4 separate regions of the Zea mays genome follow, and regions 1, 3 and 4 are each linked to region 2. The links are chromatin contacts, called in public Hi-C maps. All regions are on one chromosome and are shown on one strand. The core of a region is the stretch at or near the end of the contact, and the rest is flanking DNA. Distances in the headings are between cores, read along the strand shown. Region 1 holds the start of LOC103641126 (transcription factor GTE7). Region 2 holds the start of LOC103641124 (pentatricopeptide repeat-containing protein At3g59040). Region 3 holds the start of LOC542115 (glyoxylase 1). Region 4 holds the start of LOC103641122 (pentatricopeptide repeat-containing protein At5g66500, mitochondrial).

The links. A called contact is a pair of places that touch in the nucleus more often than the background predicts.
Region 1: a Hi-C map of leaf shows a contact between it and region 2, with 6 times the contacts expected there. The contact joins the promoter of LOC103641126 here to the promoter of LOC103641124 in region 2. A contact is called at or near these places in 10 of 25 Hi-C or Micro-C datasets (bundle sheath, ear, endosperm and 3 more) and 1 of 3 datasets of contacts at active chromatin or transcription factors (leaf).
Region 3: a contact with region 2 is called in a Hi-C map of leaf, with 7 times the contacts expected there. The contact joins the promoter of LOC542115 here to the promoter of LOC103641124 in region 2. A contact is called at or near these places in 6 of 25 Hi-C or Micro-C datasets (ear, leaf and tassel) and 1 of 3 datasets of contacts at active chromatin or transcription factors (leaf).
Region 4: a contact with region 2 is called in a Hi-C map of ear, with 2.9 times the contacts expected there. The contact joins the promoter of LOC103641122 here to the promoter of LOC103641124 in region 2. A contact is called at or near these places in 4 of 25 Hi-C or Micro-C datasets (ear, leaf and tassel).

The regions. Positions count from the first base shown.
Region 1 is chr10:61,529,608-61,535,500 of Zm-B73-REFERENCE-NAM-5.0, reverse strand. LOC103641126 (transcription factor GTE7) reads right to left here and starts at 2,303. Exons shown (of 3, transcript XM_008664495.4): 1 at 844-2,303; 2 at 571-739; 3 at 27-487. The coding sequence starts at 2,085. The coding sequence ends at 435.
Region 2 is chr10:61,333,651-61,339,647 of Zm-B73-REFERENCE-NAM-5.0, reverse strand. LOC103641124 (pentatricopeptide repeat-containing protein At3g59040) reads right to left here and starts at 4,717. Exons shown (of 7, transcript XM_008664493.2): 1 at 4,397-4,717; 2 at 3,046-3,364; 3 at 2,621-2,911; 4 at 1,675-1,923; 5 at 1,428-1,552; 6 at 519-617; 7 at 1-434. The coding sequence starts at 4,452.
Region 3 is chr10:61,163,208-61,169,254 of Zm-B73-REFERENCE-NAM-5.0, reverse strand. LOC542115 (glyoxylase 1) reads left to right here and starts at 4,688. Exons shown (of 9, transcript NM_001371619.1): 1 at 4,688-4,814; 2 at 5,479-5,599; 3 at 5,684-5,808; 4 at 6,024-6,047. The coding sequence starts at 5,481.
Region 4 is chr10:61,130,735-61,136,798 of Zm-B73-REFERENCE-NAM-5.0, reverse strand. It overlaps LOC103641122 (pentatricopeptide repeat-containing protein At5g66500, mitochondrial), which reads right to left and starts at 2,662. Exons shown (of 1, transcript XM_008664492.2): 1 at 819-2,662. The coding sequence starts at 2,265. The coding sequence ends at 886. LOC100193069 (V-type proton ATPase subunit D) reads right to left here. Exons shown (of 2, transcript NM_001138235.1): 2 at 3,239-3,576.

The DNA of each region.
Region 1 (5,893 bases), core at 1,054-3,553, 200 kb before region 2:
CAAGGGGGTACCATGGTCTGTTTCAGTGTTTTGGCACCAAATTAAGGTACTCCAGCAAACTCTTTTTGATGTAGTTTGCAATATCCAATGAACATTGATAAAGCATATGTGCACAATAGATCGGCTACAGCAGTAATAAACATATACTCCTACAAAAGAAAGCAACAGACATGAAATGCCAAGGCATTGCTACTTTTCCACTTTGTTCCAGATTATATTCCCTTCTTTACAGCAGTCTCCCAATCTACACAAGCATCTACCAATTCACTAAGTACCGACAACCTAAGCTGCACCCACATACACAAACGAACACACATGACAACAAAGACTTACATGACCCCCAATTTGCACGTCCCTAATCCTTCAAAATGACTCGCCAAATGGGTCACCTACACGTCCCTAATCCTACTACAGTCAGATAAAAGAGCAACCACCTAGTGCGGGGCGCTTGCATTATCCCCATCAGATTCAGGGTCCAAGTCCGAATCTGCAAGGAGTTTTAATGAATTAACGAGCTACTAAATCCATAACCCAGCATTTGTGGTGACAACTTTATTTGCTCCACCGTACCAGTTGATGAAGACGAGCCACTTCCTGGTCCGCTTGAGCTGCTGGCGGCCAGGGAATCCCTCTGGATCTCCACCGACTGGTAATTCATCGTCAGCATCTCATCACCGATATCCACATACTCGTCACCCATCTCAGCCTCCACTTCATTCTTCTCTGGAACGTCAGTCTCCTAAAATAGGAGACAGAAACAGGATCAACATTAGAACATAGTGCAAACATCACTAATTCATGAAAACTACTATAAAACAGCTAGGTTGCTTCTGAATGCCATACCGACTCTCCAATTTCAACCACCACAGACGGATTGACAGCAACCTCGACCCTGTCATCATCATCCGGAACAATTGTCGCATCGATGGCATCTGCATTCATCACAGCAGCATCACCATTCATCCTAGAATTCCGCTGGCTCTTCTTTAGAGCTTTCCTCCAATTGACCACAAATCGATCAAGCTCCCATAGGGTCTCGATATCCAGCTCATCGAAATCAAGCTCCACAACCTCCCCCGACAATGCTGGATCTCTGTTCCTCTTCTGCACAATCTGCAGCACATTCAGCACCTTGTCCTCAGGCAGGTTCTCAATCTCCACCCTCAGCTTCTGCTTCTCCTCCTCATCCATCTCCCTCTTGTTTGGCTGCCTAGCCTTGGGCTTGGGCCTCCTCCCACCCCACATCCTCAGGGGCGCTTGCACTGGCACAGAAACTGGGAGTTGCGGTGGTGGTGGTGGTGGCAGCAGATCAAGCTGCATTGGCGGCTCGAGCTGCTGGCGCTGCTGCTCGAACCACGAGACCGCCTCCTTGTACATCCCCTCAAACGTGGCGAGGAGGTCGCCGGCGTACCTGTGCACGTGGTGGTCGGGAGGGTTGTACCGCAGCGCGTTGTTGAAGGTCAGCCGGACGTCGCCAGCGAACGCCTCGTGCGAGGGGTACCGGCCAGCGGTGAGGTTTTGCTTGACGGTGCCGAGATCCATGGGGCTCCGAATGATGGCGCGGTAGTCGTGCAGCTTGAGGCCCTCCACGTCGACGGGGGAATTGAACCACACGCTTTTCTTCGATCTCCGCAGCCGCGTCAGGATATCCGCACATCGCCTCCGCATCGCCTCCACCAGCGCCGGCGGCGGGGAAGAGCGGCGCGCGGGAGGCTCCGGCTCGGGCTCCGGGCCCCGGCGACGCCCGTCCTGCCACGAGTCGATGCGGGAGACGAAAGCGCGGACGCGGCCAAGCTCGCCGGTGAGCCGCTCGCGGAGATGACGGGCCTCGGCGGGTGTCAGTTCCGACGGCCTGAATTTCACGTGCCTTAAGGGCGACGGCAAGGGCTCAGCCGCGACAGCCGAACCGGCCCGCGGCGCCGGCGGCGAGCCACTGACGATAGGGTTTGGTCCCGGGCGGTAGCGCCTAGGGTTAGGATTGGAGGATGGCTTGGGCATGAGGGGGGCGCGGGCGCCGCCCCAGTGGCGGTGGTGCGGGTGTCCGTGGTGGACCTCATCCCGGCCGGCGAGGACGGCGGAGGTCATCGGCGGCTTCACGCGATCTCACTATCTCCGTTGCATCGCTTCGTGGGTCTGGCTGGGCCTGGGCTTCGCGAGCTCTCGGGCTCGGGCGGGATCCGTTCGGCAAATGTTGGTTGGGGTCTTGGGGACTTGGGGTGCTGAGGACGAGGTGACGAGGGGTGGGGAGATGTGGAAGCGTGCTACGTGGAGGCCATCTGAGGACCGGCTCTGGACTGGTCGAGTTGTGTGGTGGTTTGCAGCTGTGGGCGTCGTGGACTCGTGGGGCCGGAAATGAGACACAAAAGGTGAGTATGCTGGTTTCCCACTCGAGTTTGGGCCTTGGACCAAAGGAATTATCATGGATTCAGATGTTGGACATCCGAATTATCGATATTTTATTCATTTAAAATGCTAATATGAATATTTGTATTTAATTTTAATATAGATATTAAAAGGATATGTCCGAATTTGATTTATAGTTTTTTCTCTACCCGAATCTAGATTCATATTCGATAAAACCGTAGAATATCCAATATTATCCATATCCGAGAATAAAAAAGATTCCATAAAACCATTAGAATTCTACTTTTATACTAATTACAAATTACAAATGATTTTATTTTTCATATTATGCTAGAAAAATTATGTACACCATTTAAAGTATTAAAATATGTATATGCTAAATAAATAATTATAGTAATCTTGTATTACTAGTGATATAAAATGATAAAATTAATTAATATTAAAAAAATAATTGTAAATACATGGGATTTTTTTGAGTCCAAGATACAAATATACCTAGTATAATAAATATTTAGAATCCAAAATACCTAATCAACTACAACTCTCCATTTTACAATATACAGATTAATTTGTTCGTTATTTTTATTTAAATTTCGGTGCACACACTCATATACTTCATTCATTTTGGAATGACATATTTAAATTTATTTACATATTAACTATTTATAAAAATTAAATGAATCGCTAGATATCTATTTATAGAGATTGTAAAATAATATGTAAATGTGGTCAAAGCTTGACATATATTTTTAATGTTAAATTAGGTATGTGCTACTGCATTGCGACGGGAGTAAAAAAAATTGTATAAAACATAGATACAGAAGAACAAACATCACTATGATATGCAAAATCCGTGTGGCAAACATTATCAATATCGCATAAATTATTTCTAAAGAGTTAATATAGAATTGGTCGACCGATCCGCCTAGTCGGCGGAGTTGGACACCTTCCGGAGCATAGCCCGAGATGTCGTCGGGTGAGTCATGACTGTGTCTCCCGCCCGTGGTTGGCCTTGGGCGAGTCGTGACTGCGTCTCCGGCTCGGGGATGGCCTCGGGCGAGTCGTGACTGCGTCTCCGGCCCAAGTGCGGCCTCGCACGAGGCGTGACTACATCTCCCACTCGATGGTGGCCTCGGCGAGCCGTGACTGCATCTCCCGAGATGAGACTGTGTCTCCCGCAAAAGGGCAGCCTCATGCGAGCCATGACTATGTCTCCTGCCCGAGGGTGGCCTAAGGCGAGCCGTGACTGCGTCTCCCCCCCCCCCCGAGGGTGGCCTGAGGCGAGCCGTGACTGCGTATCCCGCTCAAGGTTGGCCTCGAACGAGCCATGACCGTCTCCCAAGCCGTGACTGTGTCTCCCGCCAGAGGGTGGCCTCGGGCAAGCCGTGACCATTTCCCGAGCCGTGACTGCGTCTCCCGCCTAAGGGTAGCCTTAGGCGAGGCGTGACTATGTCTCCTGTAGACGTTAGCCTCGGGCAAGTCGTGATTGTGTCTCCCGAGCCGTAATTGTGTCTCCCACAGGAGGGCAGCCTCAGGCGAGGCGTGAATGCGTCTCCCGCCAGGGGTTGGCCCCGGGCTAGTCATGACCGCTTCTCCCGACCAAGGGTGGCCTCGGGCTTGCCGTGACTGTGTCTCCTATCCAAGGGCAGCCTCGAGCGCGCCATGACTATGTCCCCCGAGTCATGACTGTGTCTCCCGCCTGAGGGAGGCCTTGGGTGAGCCGTGTCTATGTCTCCTACCTAAGGGAGGCCTCAGGCGAGCCATGACTGTGTCTCCCGCCCTAGGGTGGCCTCAGGCGAGCCATGACTACATCTCCCGACCGAGGGAGGCCTTGGGCGAGCTGTGACTGTGTCTCCCGCCCAAGGGTGGCCTCGGGCGAGCTGTGAACATCTCCCAATGACTGTGTCTCCCGCCCGAAGGTGGCCTCGGATGAGCCGTGACCGTCTCCCGAGTCGTGACTGCGTCTCTCGCCCGAGGGTGGCCTCGGGCGAGTGATTGTGTCTCCCCTAAAGGTTGGACTCAGATGAGATGTGACTGCGTCTCCCGCCCGAGGACAACACTGGAGAGGCATGACTGCGTCTCCTGAGCTGTGAATGTGTCTCCTGCCCGTGGGTAGCCTTGAGCGAGCCGTGATTGTGTCTCCCGCTCGAGAGTGGCCTCATGCGAGCCATGACCGTCTTTCGAGCCATGATTGTGTCTCCCGCCCGAGGGTGGCCTTAGGCGAGGCATAATTGCGTCTCCAGCAGAGGTTAGCCTCAGGCGAGTCGTGACTACCTCTCTTGAGCCAGGACTATGTCTCTCGCCAGAGGGCGACCTCGGGCAAGCAATGACTGTGTTTACCACTCGAGGGTAGCCTTGAGCAAGCCGTGACCATCTCCCGAGCCGTGATTGTGTCTCCCACCCGAGGGTGGCCTCTAGCAAGGCGTAACTACGTCTCTCAAGCCATGATTGTGTCTCCTGCCTGAGGGCAACCTCAGGCGAGGCGTGAATGTGTGTCCCGCTCGAGGGTGGCCTCGAGCGAGCCATGACCGTCTCCCAAGTCGTGACTTTGTCTCCCACCCGAGGGTGGCCTTAGGCGAGCCGTGACTGTGTCTACCGTGGAGGTTGGCATCGAGCGAGTCGTTTCTGTGTCTCCCAAGTTGTAAATGTGTCTCCCACCTGAGGGCGGCCTTGGGCGAGCTGTGACTGTGTTCCTCACTCGACGGTGGCCTCGGGCGAGTCGTGACTGTGTATCTCGCTCGTGGTTGGCCTCGGGCGAGTCATACCTGCGTCTCCTGCCTGAGGGTAGCCTTGGGCAAGCCATGACTGCGTCTCCCTCCCAGGGTTGTCCTCGGGTGGGCCGTGACTGCATCTCCCGCCCGAGGGCGGCCTCGGGCGTGCCATGACTACGCTCCCGAGGCGTGACTATGTCTCCTGCCCGAGGGTGGCCTCGGGCGAGCCATTGTTGCATCTCCCATCCGAGGGAAGCCTAGGGTGAGCCGTGCCTGCGTCTCCCTCCCGAGGGTGGCCTCGGACGAGCCATGGTCGTCTCCCAAGCCATGACTATGTCTCTCGCCTGCGGGTGGCCTCGAACGAGTTGTGACTGCGTCTCTAGCCCGGGGATGGCCTCAGACGACTCGTGACTGCATCTCCCACCCGAGAGTGGCCTCGGGCGAGTTGTGTCTGTGTCTCCCGCCCGAGGGTGGCCTCGGGCGAGACGTGACTGTGTCTCCCGAGCCGTTACTGTGTCTCCCGCCCGAGGGTGGCCTTAGGCAAGGCGTAATTGCGTCTCCTACCCGAAGGCAGCCTCGGGCGAGCCGTCACTACGTCTCCTGCCTGTGGTTGGCCTTGGACCGGTCGTGACTGTGTCTCCCGCCTAGGGGTGTAAATGATACGGATATTATCCGAGCATCCAACCGTCCGAAGAGGCTAATTATCCGACTGGATAGTTTTTCGGATATCTACATAATTTTTGGATTTCGAATTCGGATTTGGATAGTATAGTTAGGATATCGGATACGGATATGAGATGATTGATATTTGTTGGATT
Region 2 (5,997 bases), core at 3,468-5,967:
CAGGTTTCACTTCCAGCTGAACTGGACCATTCCCTACCAAATCATTCGCTTCTTGTTCCTCTTCTGGTGTCTTGGCAAGCGAAAGTAGGATATTTTTTGCTTTCTGGTCTGGTGGGTATCCACGAGCTTCCATTTCTTTGAACCAAATGACAGCATTTCCAAAATCCGAGTTCCTGCCTTGTGCGTCCATGATAGTGGTATATATAGTCTGGTTGGGTTCAACACCCTGGATCCGCATTCTCTCATACACACGCATAACTTTCTCAAGATTATTTAACTTTGAATAGCCTTTCATCAGAGTGCCATAAACCACAACGTTGGGCTTCAGACCATCCTCTTTAATCCTACGAAAGAATTTCTCAGCTCCATTCATTTCAGATGCATTTACATAAGCTAAGACCATAGTTGTATAAGAGCAAAGATCAGGCTCAACCCTGCAAGGGTAAATGGTGTGACAGCGTGAGAAATCAATAGTTCGATTTATTTCTAAAAGTTAGGTAGAATGACATGGATTATACCTGTGTCTTCTCATTGCCCTGAAAACTGTATTAGCCTCCTCTACTAATCCAGATATTGCAAATGCATCAAGCAAAATGTTATATGATTTGCGTGTCGGCCTGCAAAATAACATACTTAAGAATAGTACTCACAGGAACGTTTCGATCTCATGCAGCTATTCTGCACTCAAATTTTATTTTAACTTCACGCATGATTTTCAACTTATCCATGGAATAGATTACTTTAAATCATGAAACAAGGCCTCTAATTTGACTTCCACAACTCAAAATGAACATTATCAAGCCTAACAATCATACATGTTCATATGTCAAGTTTTCATTATGCTTAAGAATTGCATGTATTCAACTAAATGTCTAAATGGAACACCTTTTTTTTCAGAAAACTAGTGGTAAACGTTTGAGTAGATCAAACAGTTTGTGTTCTATACTTCTATACCTAATTCCAAACTCTGAAGTCTCAAGTTCTTCACTAATTGGGGCTAGAAGTCCTTAATGAGGATTGAGGAAGATCCAAAAATACCTTAACTGCACTACAAAACTATGTCTGCATTTTTCTGTAGTGCAGCATGATGATCAAGCCTTAAGGGGGTGTTTGGGAGTGAAGTTTTTTCACAGTTTTGAAAGAATACTGCAGTATTCTCAAATACTGCAGTATTATATACAGAATGGTGTTTGGCAAGCTAGCTAAAATCTCTGTTTTCAAAACTGAAGTATTGCAAATACTATAGTTGTTTTAAGGCATTCTAAACTTAGCTCTGGACCTCAGTTTTCAAAACTGCGGTATTGTAAACTGCGGTATTGTCATGACTAAAGTATACTGTAGTATTTCAAAAACTTTGGTTTTCAAAAACTTTGTTCCCAAACAGGGCCTAAGCTGTATTAAGAGATAAGAATAGTACAGAGAAAGACCTGACTCCAGCATCAAGCATCTCTTCAAAAACCGCCAATGCCTCTTCTTCCCTTCTGGCTTTCCCATAAGCTTTGATGAGCAGGGAATAGCTCACAACATCTGGTTTCAGACCAGCTCTTTGCATCTAAAATTTGTAACATTTATTAGGGAAAATTACTGATACATCCTATATATCTTCATTCTGTATCATAGCAATTTCAGAACTAAATACTGATAATCTGATTGTGCAATTAAGCAGGAAAGTACCTGATCATAAATATTTGAAACTTCCTTGTATTCTGTCTCAAATGACATCAAACTATTAAAAGTGACTGTAGATAGTGGAATTCCTCTCTCCGACATCTGTGCAAATAGCTTACGAGCCTGGGCATAGTCACCAGCTTTCTTGTACATATAAATCATCATGTGAAACATCTTCTGGTCTGGTTTAAAAGAAGTTCTTTTTTCATTAAGAAGGTCTTCAAATATAGCTTCAGCTTCCTTATATTTGTCACCCTGCCACCAAGTACAAATAAATTTGTATGTCCAAAAGTATGAGTTCAGGGCATCGGAAATCATCATAAATATTTTTCTCAAGGGATTAATTATAGGGAAAATTGCAAATACCCTAGTATCCCACTACAAGATAAATAGTTACATTTAACAATCCACATCTCTTCTCTTGTTTCAAATTCACGCCTGGGGGTATTTGATGGAGGAGAATGTAGCTATGGCTTGCTGATCAGTTGAACCCTGTTCAGAGTTGATTTCTTGAGTTGGTGCTAGGGTTAGCGTCTCCGATGGTGGTAGATGAGATAAATTATAAGGCAATTCCTGGTAATTTCATGTTATTAGAGTGCAATATTTGTTTTGGTTTCAATTCGAGTGTGCTTTATGTAAGCAAACTTCAGTTTAAATTTCAATTTTGCACTGTATATGTCCTGTCCAAGGTGTGGGATTGCAATAGCAGAGATGTGGGGTGGTAAACACTAAACAGAACCTCACAATGACTGTTCTATAACAATTATTATTATAAAAAGGATCCACAAACTTGTAAATATCTACATGTAAATTTATATAAAAAACAGAGTTATTGTTTGTTCTAGTTGGAATTGATAGAGGAAGTTGAATAATGGGCCAGTTTTCATCTATTTTTAATTGTTACATCATTCAAGTATAATGTATAGATAATATATGCCAGCTATATACCGACCTCAACTAAAGATTTCAAAATAATTTGATATGTCACAGGTGATGGTTGAGGGCCTGATGTTTGCATCCTACGGAATACTGCTTCAGCCTTACGGTACTGCTTCCCTCTTCCATAAGCCTCCATCAGACCAGTCTGTGATATAACGCTAGGCTGGTAACCTTTCTTGTTCATGTACTTTAGGACCCTTTCTGCCCTGCTAAAATCCCCCAACTTTCCATAAGCGGTCACAAGCATCAAGAAGTCCATCTCACTGAAGTCCCACCAATGCTGTGTTCTGAGCCATTCAAGAATCTGAAAAGAAAAGGGTACACAAATCAGTATAGAATCCTGAAAGTGGATTATTGTTTTTGTATTAAAGAATCACATCTAGCTGTTTAGTCACCAAGCCAGTTTCTATATGGGTCATCTGGTGCAAGTGAGTATACCTCACTGACAATATTCCACTTTTTCAATTGTTTGAACCGAATAAGAGTCCCAAGAATAACATCCCGTGGAAGTGGCTCTTTCCTGTTTCGCTGGGTCTTCAGAATGGGTACAGCTGATCCCTCCTGCTCTATCTCTCTCATCATTCTCCTCCAATTCATCTGCTCGGTCTCATCAGCACCATCCTTGAAAACTTCTTCTTTCTTTTTCCTTTGCATAAACTTTCTTGTAGCTAACATCCCATGGCAAACCACCTCAAGCCTACAGTTGCTCTTGATCTTCACATTGTATATTGATAAACTAGATGATACTTTTCCTTTGCTGAAACAGTCAAACAGGTTCCAGGCAGAGTTAGGGGGGGCATCGCAGGGAAAAGCACAATGTAACACATTCAAATGCAGGTTAATTTATTGAATATACAGAAGTTACATGACGAAACTGTCTCTTATCTGGAAGTGGACATAACATGATTTTGACAGATCCCTGATTCCCTGTGAACCCTGAATAATACTAAGCAACAAATGACTTCACAGCCCTGGAGACCCCCTACCCCACCCCCACAAAAATGATTCTTTCAGCATGTCGAATGGCAACCTGGATGCTGGGTACAGTATTTTTTTTACCCCATAAATATGACATGAGCAGATATCTTGGAAGAGTCAGTTTAATATTGGAAGTGTAAGTGTCATGGTTGAAGAAAGTGGAAGATCAATGACTACTGTAAATAATCGAATATATCTAAAGTCTGGAACAGTTATAAGCGTACATAACCCACACACAAGAACACAGATTGCACGGAATTTGAGCGCGGCAGAAATTTAGCTTGCAGCCCAGAGATGCGTTGCTAATGCTGTAAAACAACATTTTCTTCTCCACCATAAAGCTATGGGGCTCATTCTGACTGAAATGAACAGTGGAACCATCCCAAATGCTTGTTTGACAAACCATTCATGGCCAAGGCTGAAGGAAGCAGGCCGTCAAGGAGAAGGCCACATTTGTACACCGTGATATTCGCGCGCGCAAGCCGAGCAGACGTCTACCACCAGTCGAATAACACGGAGGCAGCCGCGAATTGGAGACCCACCAGCGGGTCTGGAGGAAATTAAACAAAGTAACGCTCCAAGCCAAATGCTACCAGCTCTAGAGTCTTCCCCTGTGACGCCAATGCCAGCCGCATCCAATCCACTCCCCACCCACGGGACAGTGAAGAGCATAAACATCCCCACCGCGAATCACAACAAACCCGCACCATCGCGGCGCGCGGATAAATTGTTCCTCACCCACGGTCCGCTGAGACGCTGACAGTGACACACTGCGCGCGCAAGGGGACTCGCAGGGAGCAGAGACACGCACCAGAGGCTGGAGGGGAAGGAGAGCGGAGACTGTGACCCAATCGCCGCCGACTCCATAGGGAGCAGGACCGCGGGAGTGAGGGAGGGCGCGGCAGCCTTATCGGCGAGGTGAAGTGTGGAGAACCTCTCCTTCCTCGACTATCTGCTTATAAACCCGGTCTCTCCCCGTTTTGCATCTGTGTTGGGAATGGATGACGACTGACGAGGGAACAGCAGGATCTTTTCTTTTGCTTCTACAAAGAGAGGAGGATAGGGTAATCACGAGACCCCGTTTGGATGTATATATTAGAACACAGAATTATGAATTAGAATCAGCTTTGCTAAATTATGTTGTTTGGTTGTATATGAAATTGAGATTTGGAATAACTAGAAACCGCTCTCCAAATACAAAGTCTCACTCCTCGGTATTGAATGGAATTAGATCGCACAATTTCAAACTCCAATTCAATGACATCCAAACAATAAAATTGGAATTACATCTCATTTTAATATCATGCATGATTTAATATTCAACTCAATTTAGTTCATTCTCTCCAATATCGACATCTAAACGGAGTAGTAAAGAATTCTTCATTTAGAGGTGGTTTGGTGATAAAATAATTGAAGGGATCGGTCCCCTCCAATTCTCTTTTAAACATCGAGAGATTTCCTCACTAGTAGATCCTCTCTAATTCTCTTGTCATCATTTTAAATAGCGAGGATTTTCTCACTCATGGCTCCTCTTCATGTCTCTTGTCACCAAATAAGCCCTTAGAGAACGGGTACGATGCCAATTTAATCCCCACAGGGATCCATATGCTACAAAATCATTCCCCATCGGGTCTAGCAGAATGTGGTATGGTTTTCTATTCTTAGTCCCCAAAACCTGTCAACCCACCCCGTTTGTGTTGTGTCTTAAGGTTGGGTAGGCCCACACTAGCATGCTAGCAGCCTAGCCCAACTCTCAAGGCCCAACGCCCCAACCTGCCCCGCTAGTGAGACCAAGCATGGATCGCCTCATATACTCGTGACCACGTGTTCGCCTATTCAGTTCTGTTTCTTCCTAAATCTCTTGAACTAGCCTCTAGCGCCACACAGTCGCCTTCAGTCCAGCTGCCACCACTCAGCTGTCACTCTAGTGTTGTGTCGCAGTTGTGGAGGGAGCACCAGAGTAGCAGCCGCCACCGCTAGGGGAGCAACAAAGGATGAGCATCCCACGTGGAGGACGAGCAACAGAGGTCGCAACGGAGTTCGAGTAGCCATGCATGGAGGTCGAGCAGTCGCACATGGAGGAACTTGTTATGCACCTACAGAACCGGGGTACATGGTGAAAGGGAAATAGTCTCACACCTTTTCCTAAATAATTTTGGTGGTTGAAATGACCAACACAAATAATTGGACTAACTACTTTGCTCTAGATTATAAGTTCTACAGGTGCCAAGGGTTCACAATAAACCAATACAAAGTTCAAAGAAAGGGTTCAAAAAGAAAGGAGCAAAGCAACCGAAGGCTGCCCTGGTCTGGCGCACCGGACAGTTTCCGGTGCACCATCGGACAGTGTCCAGTGCACCAGGGCGGATTCTCTCCAACTCGCTACCTTCGGGAATTCTGGGAGCCACTCCG
Region 3 (6,047 bases), core at 3,439-5,938, 170 kb after region 2:
CCCGAGTCTGAGCCCTAGGGCGGGCGGAGCGGAGTTCGCCGTCTTCCGGGGCTTAGCCCGAGTCCGAGCCCTGGGTCGGGCGGAGCGGAGTTCGCCGTCTTCCGGGGCTTAGCCCGAGTCCGAGCCCTGGGTCGGGCGGAGCGGAGTTCGCCGTCTTCCGGGGCTTAGCCCGAGTCCGAGCCCTGGGTCGGGCGGAGCGGAGTTCGCCGTCTTCCGGGGCTTAGCCCGAGTCCGAGCCCTGGGTCGGGCGGAGCGGAGTTCGCCGTCTTCCGGGGCTTAGCCCGAGTCCGAGCCCTTGGTCGGGCGGAGCGGAGTTCCCTATGGTGCCTTTGGCAGGGCCTGACTGCCTGTCAGTCTCACTCTGTCAGGTGACACAGCAGTCGGAGCGGCGCAGGCGGCACTGTCCTTCTGTCAGGCCGGTCAGTGGAGCGGCGAAGTGACGGCGGTCACTTCGGCTCTGCCGGGGGGCGCACGTCAGGATAAAGGTGTCAGACCACCTTTGCGTTAAATGCTCCTGCGATTTGGTCGGTCGGTGCGGCGATTTAGTCAGGGTTGCTTCTTAGCGAAGGCAGGGCCTCGGGCGAGCCGGAAATATGTTCGCCGTCGGAGGGGGGCCTCGGGCGAGACGGAAATCCTCCGGGGCCGGCTGCCCTTGTCCGAGGCTAGGCTCGGGCGTGGCGTGATCGAGTCGCTCGAATGGACTGATCCCTGACTTAATCGCACCCATCAGGCCTTAGCAGCTTTATGCTGATGGGGGTTACCAGCTGAGAATTAGGAGTCTTGAGGGTACCCCTAATTATGGTCCCCGACAATATATATATATATATATATATATATATATATATATATATATATATATATATCCGCTTCTATTCTATCCTTGTGATATGCATGTTTTAGAGTTCAACATTTTTTATTAATCTACTAGAAAAAAGGTTATCCACACAATGCAAATTCTAAGTACCTAGTGGCTAAATATAATATCACATGTAATTTGAGACAAACAAATAAATATAGCACATGCACTTTATCAAATTGACACAATGGTCGTCAATCACAAATACATCCATCTATGCACTATATCAAATTGAGACAAACAAAACAATATATCACATGCACACCTATAAACAAACAAATAAATAAATGTGACCTTTGCCGGGGAGCGGCGGGGCAGCGCGAGGATGGCGGGGAGGGGCGACGACCGTGACGACGTGAGGATGGCAGGGAGGGCGGCGACCGTGGCGGCGTGAGGACGACGGGGAGGGGTGGGGCGGCCTGAGTATGGCGGGGAGGGGCGGCGCGGCAGCGGCCGGGTGGCGTGCGCACGGCGAGGCGGCGTCCGGGCGGCGAGCGGCGGGTGAGAGTGGTGAGATTGAGAGAGTGAGAGGAAAGAGTGCGGCGGCACTCGGTTTACTGCCAACGAAACAGTCTTTGCCGAGTGCCAGATCGCGGGCACTCGACAAAGATTTTTTTTAATTAAAAAATACACTTTGCCGAGTGCCCCGGATCCGGCACTCGGCAAATACCTCTTTGCCGAGTGTCCACTGAGAGGCACTCGGTAAAGCGTGTCCTTAGTTTTTTTGCCGAGTGTCGCCCGGGGGACACTCGGCAAAGATTATTTCATTGTACTTTGCCGAGTGCCGCCCATTTGACACTCGGCAAAGGCTTCTGTGCCGAGTGTCATCCTTGGACACTCAGCAAAGTATATTTTTATTTTTTAATTTTGACAACCAAACTTTTTGTGGTATGTTCCTACACTATGTAGACCTACATGTACCATTTTGAGACAATTAGAAAAGTATTTTCTATAGCTAGTAGATTTAGTTCGTTTATTTGAATTTCTTCGAAAAATTCACATTTGAACTGCAAGTCACTCGAAACTTAGAAAACCGTGCATGCAAACATAGTATCTATGCTATTTAGCACAAGTTACGACCGATTTCATGAGCAGACCAGAAACTTCGAGCACCATGCTCACTCAACATGGTCGTGAACTTGTCATCGAGTTGTTTAAAAATTGTATAAAACACAAACAAAGTCAAAAAATCATGAAACTTGTCCTCTGGAGATGATATCATATGTAGAGGCTGTGATAAAAATTTGAGAATATTTTTGAGAAAGTTGTGGCGTACTATGTGTAGAAACCTAGGAGAACTACATTGAAACTCTATGATTTCATGTGTAGTTCTCCTAGGTTTCTACACATATTACGTCTCAACTTTCTCGAAACTTTCTAAAATTTTTATCATAATATCTATATATGATATCATGACACGTGGACAAGTTTCATGATTTTCTGACTTTGTTTGTATTTTATACAATTTTTAAACATGTGGATGGCAAGTTCACGTCCATGTTTAGTGAGCATGTTACTCGAAGTTTTCGGTCCGCTCCTGGAATCAGTCGTAACTTGTGCTAAGTAGCATGTATATCATTTTTGCATGCACGGTTTTTCAAGTTTCGAGTGACCTGCAGTTCAAATCTGAATTTTCCGAAGAAATTCAAATAAACGAACTAAATCTACTACCGATTGAAAACTCTGTTATAATTGTCCACAAATGATACATGTAGGTCTACATATTGTAGGAACATACCACAAAAAGTTTGGTGGACAAAATTTAAAAAATAAAAATATATTTTGCCGAGTGTCCACAGAAGACACTCGGTAAAGAGTTCTTTGCCGAGTGCCGACCCTCGGCAAAGGCTGACGACCATCAGCTTTAGAACGGCCGCTGATGGCCCTTTGCCGAGAGCCACCTTTGCCGAGTGTTTGCCACTCGGCAAACTTGTCTTTACCGAGTGTATTTCTGTACCAAGTGTCCTGCACTCGGTAAACGACATCGTTACCGAGTGCAGGACTTTGCCGAGTGCGGCTCTCGGCAAAGAAGTCTTTGCCGAGTGCCCGACAAAAAGCACTCGGCAAAGACTCGGATTCCTGTAGTGGTAGTGCTGGCCCGGCCCGACACAATTGTATTTTTTATTTTACAAAAAAACGTATATACATATATACAATTTATATTCAATATTAAAAATATTTGATCATTATGTTCTACTGGTTAAATAGCTTTACTCATTGTCTTTCGCCCTTCTTACATCAAGGCATGGGTTTAAACCCCATCTTCTACATCGTTTTTAATATTTTACGCTGATTTAATAAAATAGACGGACAGGCTAACAGGCCGGCCTGACACAGTCAGCAGGCCGGCACGACGTGCATGGGCCAGAGCTGTGGCCCGCGGGCGTCTGGCCCATGCCGGCCCGCCGTTTGGCCATCTATAGGCGTGCAACGGGTTAATTTGAAATGGCTCTAAGGGGTTATTTGTAAAAAAATGACGCGGGATAAAATGGACAGATAGGCTAACAGGCCGGACTGACACAGTCAGTAGGCCGGCATGACGTGCATGGGCCAGAGCTGTGGCCCGCGGGCGTCTGGCCCATGCCGGCCCACCGTTTGGCCATTTATAGGCGTGCAACGGGTTAATTTGAAATAGCTGTGAGGAGTTATTTTTTAAAAAAATGACGCGGGACGACCGTTGAAACTGATGCTCTATACATTAAGGTGTCGTTTGGTTCACGAAATGTAACTTAAATGACAATAGTAACGATTCACACTCGAATACCGGCGGTAACAAATTTGAATAAGTCAATATTCATTTGTAGTGTGGTATCGATTACGATTGGACTTAAACAAACATTATTTAACGTTATCGATTACCCATTACATTACTAATACGTGAATCAAACGGCACAATTGTTTGACTTGAAACGTGCTGCTTGCGGTGTCAGCCCGCCCCCAACCGCCATCTCGATCGCTCAGCACGTTGTTTTCTCACAATATGCATGCTGCCACACCGGCCTGCAGCCATATATCCATGTATATAGCTGCAATCCAGCTGCCATTATATCTATCTGATGGTGTCATGCATGCACTTGATTGATTTGCTGTTGATAGGCGATTCTATAAACAAGGTCTTGGAGGCTCAAGTTGCCAACAACCCAGCAGCCATCATGTCGCGCAGGCTATACCAACACGCAGCGGTGATGTCTGCTTGGGCTCCGGCTGCCTATACGCTCGTCTTGCTCCTGTATCTTCTAGCAGGTGCTGTCGTCACTGCTAAGACCAACAATGGTGTTGATCCTGGTCCTAGGCAGCAGGAGCCCTCTATGCCCGTGGACTCCAGCGGTGACGAAGCCCTCTCTGCGTTGACCTGTACGTTCGCGCGTATTTGTAGCAGGATCCATATTATTTTTGTTTTCTTACAATAGTTAGCTAAGCGCTGTTGTGTTCATGAGGCTATCTTTGTTCATCCCACCTTATATATTTTAAAAAACTCCACTCCTACAGTCTGAAGCGAAAGGCAATGTTTTAGGCCATAGTTAGTTTTTTTAGATAGATTATCTTTATAGTATATATTTAGGCACAATGTATAGATATAATCATATAAGTACATGAAAGAAATCTAAAAAACCAACTTTGTACCTTCTCCATCTATATTAGTAGTTGCTTTATATAAAAGAGAAAACATTTTTTTAATAAATCCTTCTCTTTTCAAGACAAGAGAGAAAATAATAATTAAAAAAAAGCAGTGAACCTTCTCGCGCTCGGCAGTTGGCAGTCCTGTCCTGTGGACCGTATGACGTGTTTATTTATGGGCGGCGCCTTCGTCTCCACTCCCCACCGGAGGAAGGAAGCGAGAAGACCAGAAGGTGAGAAGAGAGAGAGAGAGTGTGTGTGATCGGTACAAGGATCACCGCTGTGCCTGCGCGTGCTGCTTCACCGAATCGAGTCAGATCCTGTCCGAATCCGAGCTAAGGTCAGCGTCAACCTCCGAATCCATGAACTCCTCTGCCGCCATAGCACCTGGTCGCGCTGGGCCCTGGCCGGCTGGACGCCCGACCTGGCCACGGCGCGATTTCCGCTGCCCGGCTAGGGCTGCCCGCTGACCCCCGCCCGCCTCCGCCTGGCCGTCTGGCCGCCCCCCGCCTGGTCACCTAGATGGCTGGCCGCGCCCCTAGATTTGGGTTCCCATCTTGTTAGGACTCCCATCTTCGTTCATTTTGCTGTGTGTCCGTCGGATAGATGACTAATGCATCCTCAAAGTTCTCCAAGGTGGAGCCTTGCATCTTTGTGTGTTTGATTTGGTTGAGCTGCAACCCGTGCTGCTGTCCTTTTCAGCATAAAAAAGATTTAGATGTAGGTTGGCATTCGGATGAAAAATGAACCGTGAAAAAAAGGAGATCCATTCACCTTGTGTTCTGTCATTTGAGCACGGATCCTTTAGTGTATAGGAAAGCGTGATATTTCTGATAATCTTCTGCTTTTCAGAGAAAAGCTTTGAGTAATTGAGATGTATATTTCTCTACTGAAAGAAAAAGAGGGTTTTTGAAGCAATATGAAAGCCTGATGCTTTCGTTCTTCGTTTTGTTTAAGATCACTTTCCTCCCTTGTTCTTATGAAATGTGCAACTCTTTAATCAGGGATGGCAACCGGTAGTGAAGCCTCGAAGGCAGCTGAGGCTGTGGTTGACTGGCATAAACACGACAGCAAGAGGATGCTCCATGCGGTTTACCGTGTTGGGGATCTGGACCGCACAATCAAGTATGCTGCTGTATTGTAAATGACATTTGCAACACCTGCAGCTATGATTATGCTTTTTTATGTGACATTATATGATTCTGGTAGGTACTACACGGAATGCTTTGGGATGAAACTGCTGAGGAAAAGGGATGTTCCTGATGAGAAGTACACCAATGCCTTCCTTGGCTTTGGGCCAGAGAACACCAACTTTGCAGTTGAATTGACATACAGTATGTTCAGGGACATGTGAAAGTTTTGTTTATGGCACAATTGTTTCACTATGCTACTAATGTTTGCAGTTGCACAATTTGTATGTCAACCTGATAAAAATGTTAGCAATTGATATTTTTTCTCTTTATATGAACTGACCTAATTCTTTCTCTTGGACATTATTTTCGTTTTCTGTAACTTATAATATGGTAATAACTTCACCCTTATTCAACAGACTATGGCGTTGACAAGTATGACA
Region 4 (6,064 bases), core at 1,413-3,912, 200 kb after region 2:
GGATTTTGGGGAGTCAAAAGGTTCAATATTTGAGCATAATTTTCCATTTTTCGAACTACTCAGTTCTACATGGAATCAATCTAAACAACAACAAATTAAGAGCAGTATGACTCTATTCCACCATACTCTATAACCAAATGCTTCCTAAGAGAACAAAGATTCAATCTCACTACAATCATGCCAAACTGCACAATGGCAGTTCTTTTTAAATGAAATATCAGAAGAGTGTTCATTTCTACTGATATTCTGGGGGTTGGGTATATTGTCCCCGTAGGCCAACAGGAGTCTTTTGTGCGCACTTTGTCCTCACTCATGCGTACCTAAAAAAACTTCTCTGTCGGTCACTCATCCCAAATTGCTTCAAGCCAAGCACACTTAACTTGTAGATTCTTATGAGATAGGCTTCTGAAAAAAAGACACACCTCGTTGGTATGGATACTATATTAATTCTATTAAGTCTTAAGTCCAGATATCACCATTTCAGGGGCCAGGATATCACACATGTACTAGTGTGGAGGGTTCGTTTGGTTGGCTACCATGGTATCCCAACCTTTGACACTCTCCAAATGAGAAATTTGGATTTTTGAAACTTTAAACGTCATGATTCATGCTTTTGTCATTATAACGTTGACTTCGTAGAAATAGGACTGGAAATATGTGACACTTGAGTTTAACGTCATTTTCTGATTTCCTATCTTTTCTAATCTCTCTCCTTGCATTTAGCACCTGAAAGGACACTTATGCCCTTCTGCACCTGCGTGTTTTGTGTCCTATTCTTATGAAGTCATCGTTACAAATAGTAAAAGTGCGAAGCACGATGTTTGAAGTCCCGAATATCCAAATTTATCGTAGCAAATGTTTTCAAGATATGTGCACAATTAGCTTTTAGCCAAAACAGACATGGCTGCTAGCCGCTTCTTTCCTGAGCCCCTTGTCCACTATAATCCTCCGCGATTCATTTGATTGAGGCCATTGTCTCAGAGCAGCATGAAAATTCGATATCAACACATGAATCCCAGGGTTTCGTGGATCAGCCTCCAGCATGCGCACAGCCACCTCCTTTCCTCTTGCAGCATCCACGTTTGCTCTGCACGCGTTCAGCATAGCGACACTGATAGCGCTGGAAGGCTTATTTCGACTTGCGGTTAGAAGACTAGAATACAGATCCCAAGCCTCGTCAACACGGCCTGTACGTCCGAGCATGTCTATCACACATGCGTAGTGCTCCGGCTGTGGATCGATCCCGTACTTGCTCTTCATCAAATGTAGCATGGACTGAGCTTCGTCCACCAGACCAGAGTGTCCGCAGGCTGACAGAACCGCCAGGAATGTGATTGCGTTTGGCAGGACCGTTGGCGCAGCCTCCTCCATTAGCTTAAACAAATCCAAAGCATCAACGCCATGTCCATGGCGACTATAAGCGCCCATCATACTTGACCAGGAGACCACGTTTCTGGTAGCCATCCGGTCGAACACTACGCGCGCAGCCGTCGCCCTCCCACATTTTGCGTACATGTCAATAAGCGCATTGCATGTGATGGTGTCCGAATCAAAGTCGCCACGGAGAGCCTTGCAATGCACCTGCGTACCGTAGGCCAGGTTTGCTGTGGCCGCGCAGGCCGTGAGAGCAGCCGTCAGCGAGATCCCATTGAGCTCCGTCCGCCGCCTCAGCGTCGAGAAGGCGTCACTGAACCGTCCGTTCTCCACGCATCCTGAGAGAACGGCATTGTGCAGGGCAGCGTCCTTCGGGCACCTTGTCAGCACGAACACCCTCATGGCGTCCTCCACGTGGCCACAGCTCATGTAGAGATCGACGAGCGCGGTGGCCACCATGACGTCGGCGTCGGCGTGGCGCGAGACGACGCCCCGCGCGTGGAGCTGGCGGCCGGGGCGGGCGGCGCGCGACGCGGCGCACGCCTTGAGCATGGTGCAGAGGGTGGCGGCCGTGGGCGGGAGCGCGGAGACGGACATGCCGTGGAAGGCCGCGGCGGCCGCCCCCGCGCGCCCGTGGCGGACGAGGCAGGCGAGGAGCGCGTTCCACGCGACGGCGTCCGGCGCGGGCATTTCGTCGAACAGGCGGGACGCGGCGCCCGGGTGCCCCGCGTTCGCGTACGCCGTGAGGAGGGCGGTGGCCGCGACCGGGACGGCGCTGGTGAGGGAGGAGGACTTGAGCAGGGCAGCGTGGGCGGCGGTGGAGAGGCTGGGATGGGAGGAGAGGAGGCGGAGCAGGGTGGGTACCGCGGACGGCCGCGGTGCACGCGCCATCCCGTCGAGCGAAGCGAACGAGTCTCCTCTCCGACTCCGGTGTCCCACTGAAACAGAGCGGCGAGGCCGCAAGAGAGGAGAGGCTAACCCGGAATGAACATGTGATAGCTATCAACCATTCAACCTACTAGTCTACTACTGCTGGACTGTTGTTGAATGCCGCTAATAACACGAGACTGCTGCTAATAAACCCAGCACGTCCGCCGCCTGCCGGTGTGCCCAAACAAGCCGGCGATCCCTCAATCGCGAGATGGCAGTCGGCACTCGGCACCCACCAGCGTGGGAGGAAGACTGCAGGCGGAACAGGATTAGGAGTTGGAGTTCCGAGAGGACTTGAGCAGCCGAGCAGAAGGCACTGTGGATACCGACCGCTGCGTGGCCCTCCCGGGCCAGAACAAGAAACTGTGCCGAGTCGGCGTGTCAGGATAGGAGGACTCAAAACTAAAATTAATTAAGTACCATAATTTATTGTGAAGTAATATTTTGATCATGATCCATTACTACTTGTACCGGCGAGTGAGTGGGTCGATTTGACAAACATCCTGTAAATGACAATCAACATGAAAAAAAGCCACACGTCCTCAAAAATATAGCAAGGTGATCTGATCCTGGAGCCAGCCTCGCTTCTGCTCAAGCAAGCTCTGGAGTCAGACTCTTTCATATTGGGGTATGCAGGAGAAGCAATATATGAACACAAAAACCTTGCCTTCAAATTGTAATCGCATTTCCATGCCCTTGCGGCTTTGCAGGGGGCTGATTCAAGAGTGGCTTTTTTAGCAGCAGTTTCGCCCAACCTGGAAAAAACACACAGAAGCCATGGGAATTTAAAGTCCAATTGCCGAAGCAATTGATAACCGCTGCTTGTAGCCGTTTCAGAAACAGGCAGATAAGCACACAACGAAACGACCCTATTCAACCCAGGGACTACAGCAACAGATGAGCAACGAAACCAAATATATATATAGCGAGCTATAACCTCAATAGCATGCCATATCCAACAGCAAATAATACATCGGTCGCGACTTCAGAGTAGGTGTAGTACAGCAATCCGCGCACACCCCGCAAATAAATATAAATACAACTATAATGAACACAAACAGGGAAAACAGAGCACAATTGAATTTACTACACCAGCTGCACATAACCACTGCGTGCTAAAGTTCATTGGCAATCTTTAGTCCCCAACAAGTACAGATTATTCATCGGTCTTGGATGACCAGGCACCAGACTACTCACTGAAAAAAAAACCCGCCATCACTCTATAAACAGGTACAGTTCTGGAGCTCCAGCATCAACTTATTGTTTCCAGGGCTGCAAGGAGAAGCAAACCATTAAAATCTAAATGAAAGAGACTAATTCCATGTGTGATCATCACATCAACGAGCATGGAAAATTAAATTGCATGATGCATCTGGTCAGGTCATCCAAGTATACAGCACTTCTCAAAACAAGAGAATCTGGAGTGGGGAGTGCACACACATGCTAGACAAAGGGAGATGATGTCCAGCCTCACCAAGCAAAGTACAACATCTTGGCATGCAAACTCTAAGTAGGTGAAATGCGTCAGCCAAATTGGTAAGTGGTAAAATGGGGTTGTATAAATAGACTTCAGATCAGGTCCACAATGGTTCTAACATTGGTGCGCTTTGCAAAATGCATGTTAAGTTCAAAGAAACCGAGACTGAGTTCCTTACACCTTTTCATAGCAATGCTAAATTGAACTGGCTTGAAGATTCGGTGTTATACAGGTGCTTTCACCACATTCAATTAGGATTTTTATGCAACAAAGAAGTGCACATGCCAATATATAATCAACTCTCAGCATAAAGTACACCATACCAGCTATAATGCTTACAGACACAAGAAATTTCTGGATAAAGCAGTGAATAGCTAAACTAGAACGCAGCACTGCATCTATGTTGAAAAGCAGAGATTTCCAGATATAGCATGTACAGATATGTGAACTTTAGTGCCAGCAGAACTGTAGATTGTGGATAAAGCAGTGACTGAAATAGACTGCAACTCCTCTTACCTTTAAAGTCATTTATTGCTGTGGAAAAATAATATTGCATTAAAAATATTTGGAGATTTCAGATAAAGTCCACAATGAACATTGTTGTCAAGTTATTATAATTTATTCTCTGGCGTTCTTTGCGAAAAACATTTAACTGAGCAGTGTCTCGAGTGAACTTTGTGCTCAACAATATTTTCGAGTCGAGTCGTGCAACTACCGACTAGTAGACTAGTCGCGACTAGTCGAATATAAGTTGATGATTATATTTTTATAATTTTTTATATATGCTAATACTAAAAACACGCTGAAACGCTAAAAAATGTTAGAGGTAAACAGAGTAGTTTTGCCGCAGGTGCTAACCTCAGCCATCATTGCTTGATTATATAGAAAGATGAGATGAGTCACATTGATTACATAACAGCTCATTAGAGCTTAGCTAATCAGATAGGAGCCTTGGCAGCCGCACACACCTGTTGAGCTGCTCAAGGTCTTTAATGACTATAATTAACTAGCACAAGTAACTAGGAGAGTGCTTAGGAAACAGGACTTAATAACAACATTTCTCCCCCTAAGGCCTGTTTCAACTGATCTTGATCTCCTTGATCCCAATTCTGCTTCTCATATCTTCCAACTTGGTCTTGCCCAAAGCTTTGGTCAGTATATCAGCAAGCTGATCTGCAGTGGGAATAAATTCTGTTTTGATGCTACCTTCTTCCACACAGTCCCTGATGAAGTGATGCTTGATTCTAATATGTTTGCTCCTGTCATGGAAAACAGGATTCTTTGCCAAAGCTAGAGCAGATTTATTGTCTACTCTAAGTTCCACCACCTCAACTTCTCTTCCCAGTAATTCTGCAAACAACCTTGACAACCACAAGGCTTGGGTTGCAGCTGTTGTCATTGCCACATATTCAGCCTCACAGCTTGACAATGCAACAACTCTCTGCTTGATAGATTGCCAGCTGACCAGACTGTTTCCAAGGAAAAACAAACATCCAGTAGTGCTTCTACTTGTATCAATATCTCCAGCCAAGTCTGAGTCACTATAACCCACAAATCTTGCCTTGCCTGTCATTCTAGTATAGCATAGCCCATGATCTAGAGTACCAGTCACATATCTCAAGATCCTTTTTACAGCCTGAAGATGTTCAGCTGTTGGCTTCTCCAGAAATCTGCTAACATACCCTACAGCAAAAGCCAAATCTGGCCTTGTGTGCACTAGATATCTCAGACTACCAACTAGTCTTCTATACTGAGTTGGATTTACCTCCTTTGCTGTACTTTCCTTGCTCAGTTTCAACCTTTCTTCCATGGGGGTGGTAGCTGGATTACAGTCTGCCATACCACCGAGCTCAAGTATCTTCTTAGCATAATGAGTCTGTTTCAGAGTAATGCTTCCCTCTGATTGTCTTACCTCAACCCCAAGATAGAAAGACAACAGACCCAAATCACTCATTTCGAATGTCTGCTTCATTTTTGCCTTGAAAGTTTCAATCTTCTGCTGATTGACTCCAGTGATGATCAAATCATCAACATAGACTCCAATTATCAGCAAAGAATCACCTGAACCTTTCCTGTACATGGCAGCCTCATATACATTCTGCTCAAAACCCATCTGTTTGAGAGTCAAATCAAGTTTGGCATTCCACGCCCGAGGAGCCTGTCTTAGGCCATACAATGCCTTGTGTAACCTGTACACTTTCTTCTCTTCTCCTGATACTTCAAAACCTGGTGGCTGAGTAACATAAACCTCTTCCTTGAGTTCTCCATTCAGAAATGCAGACT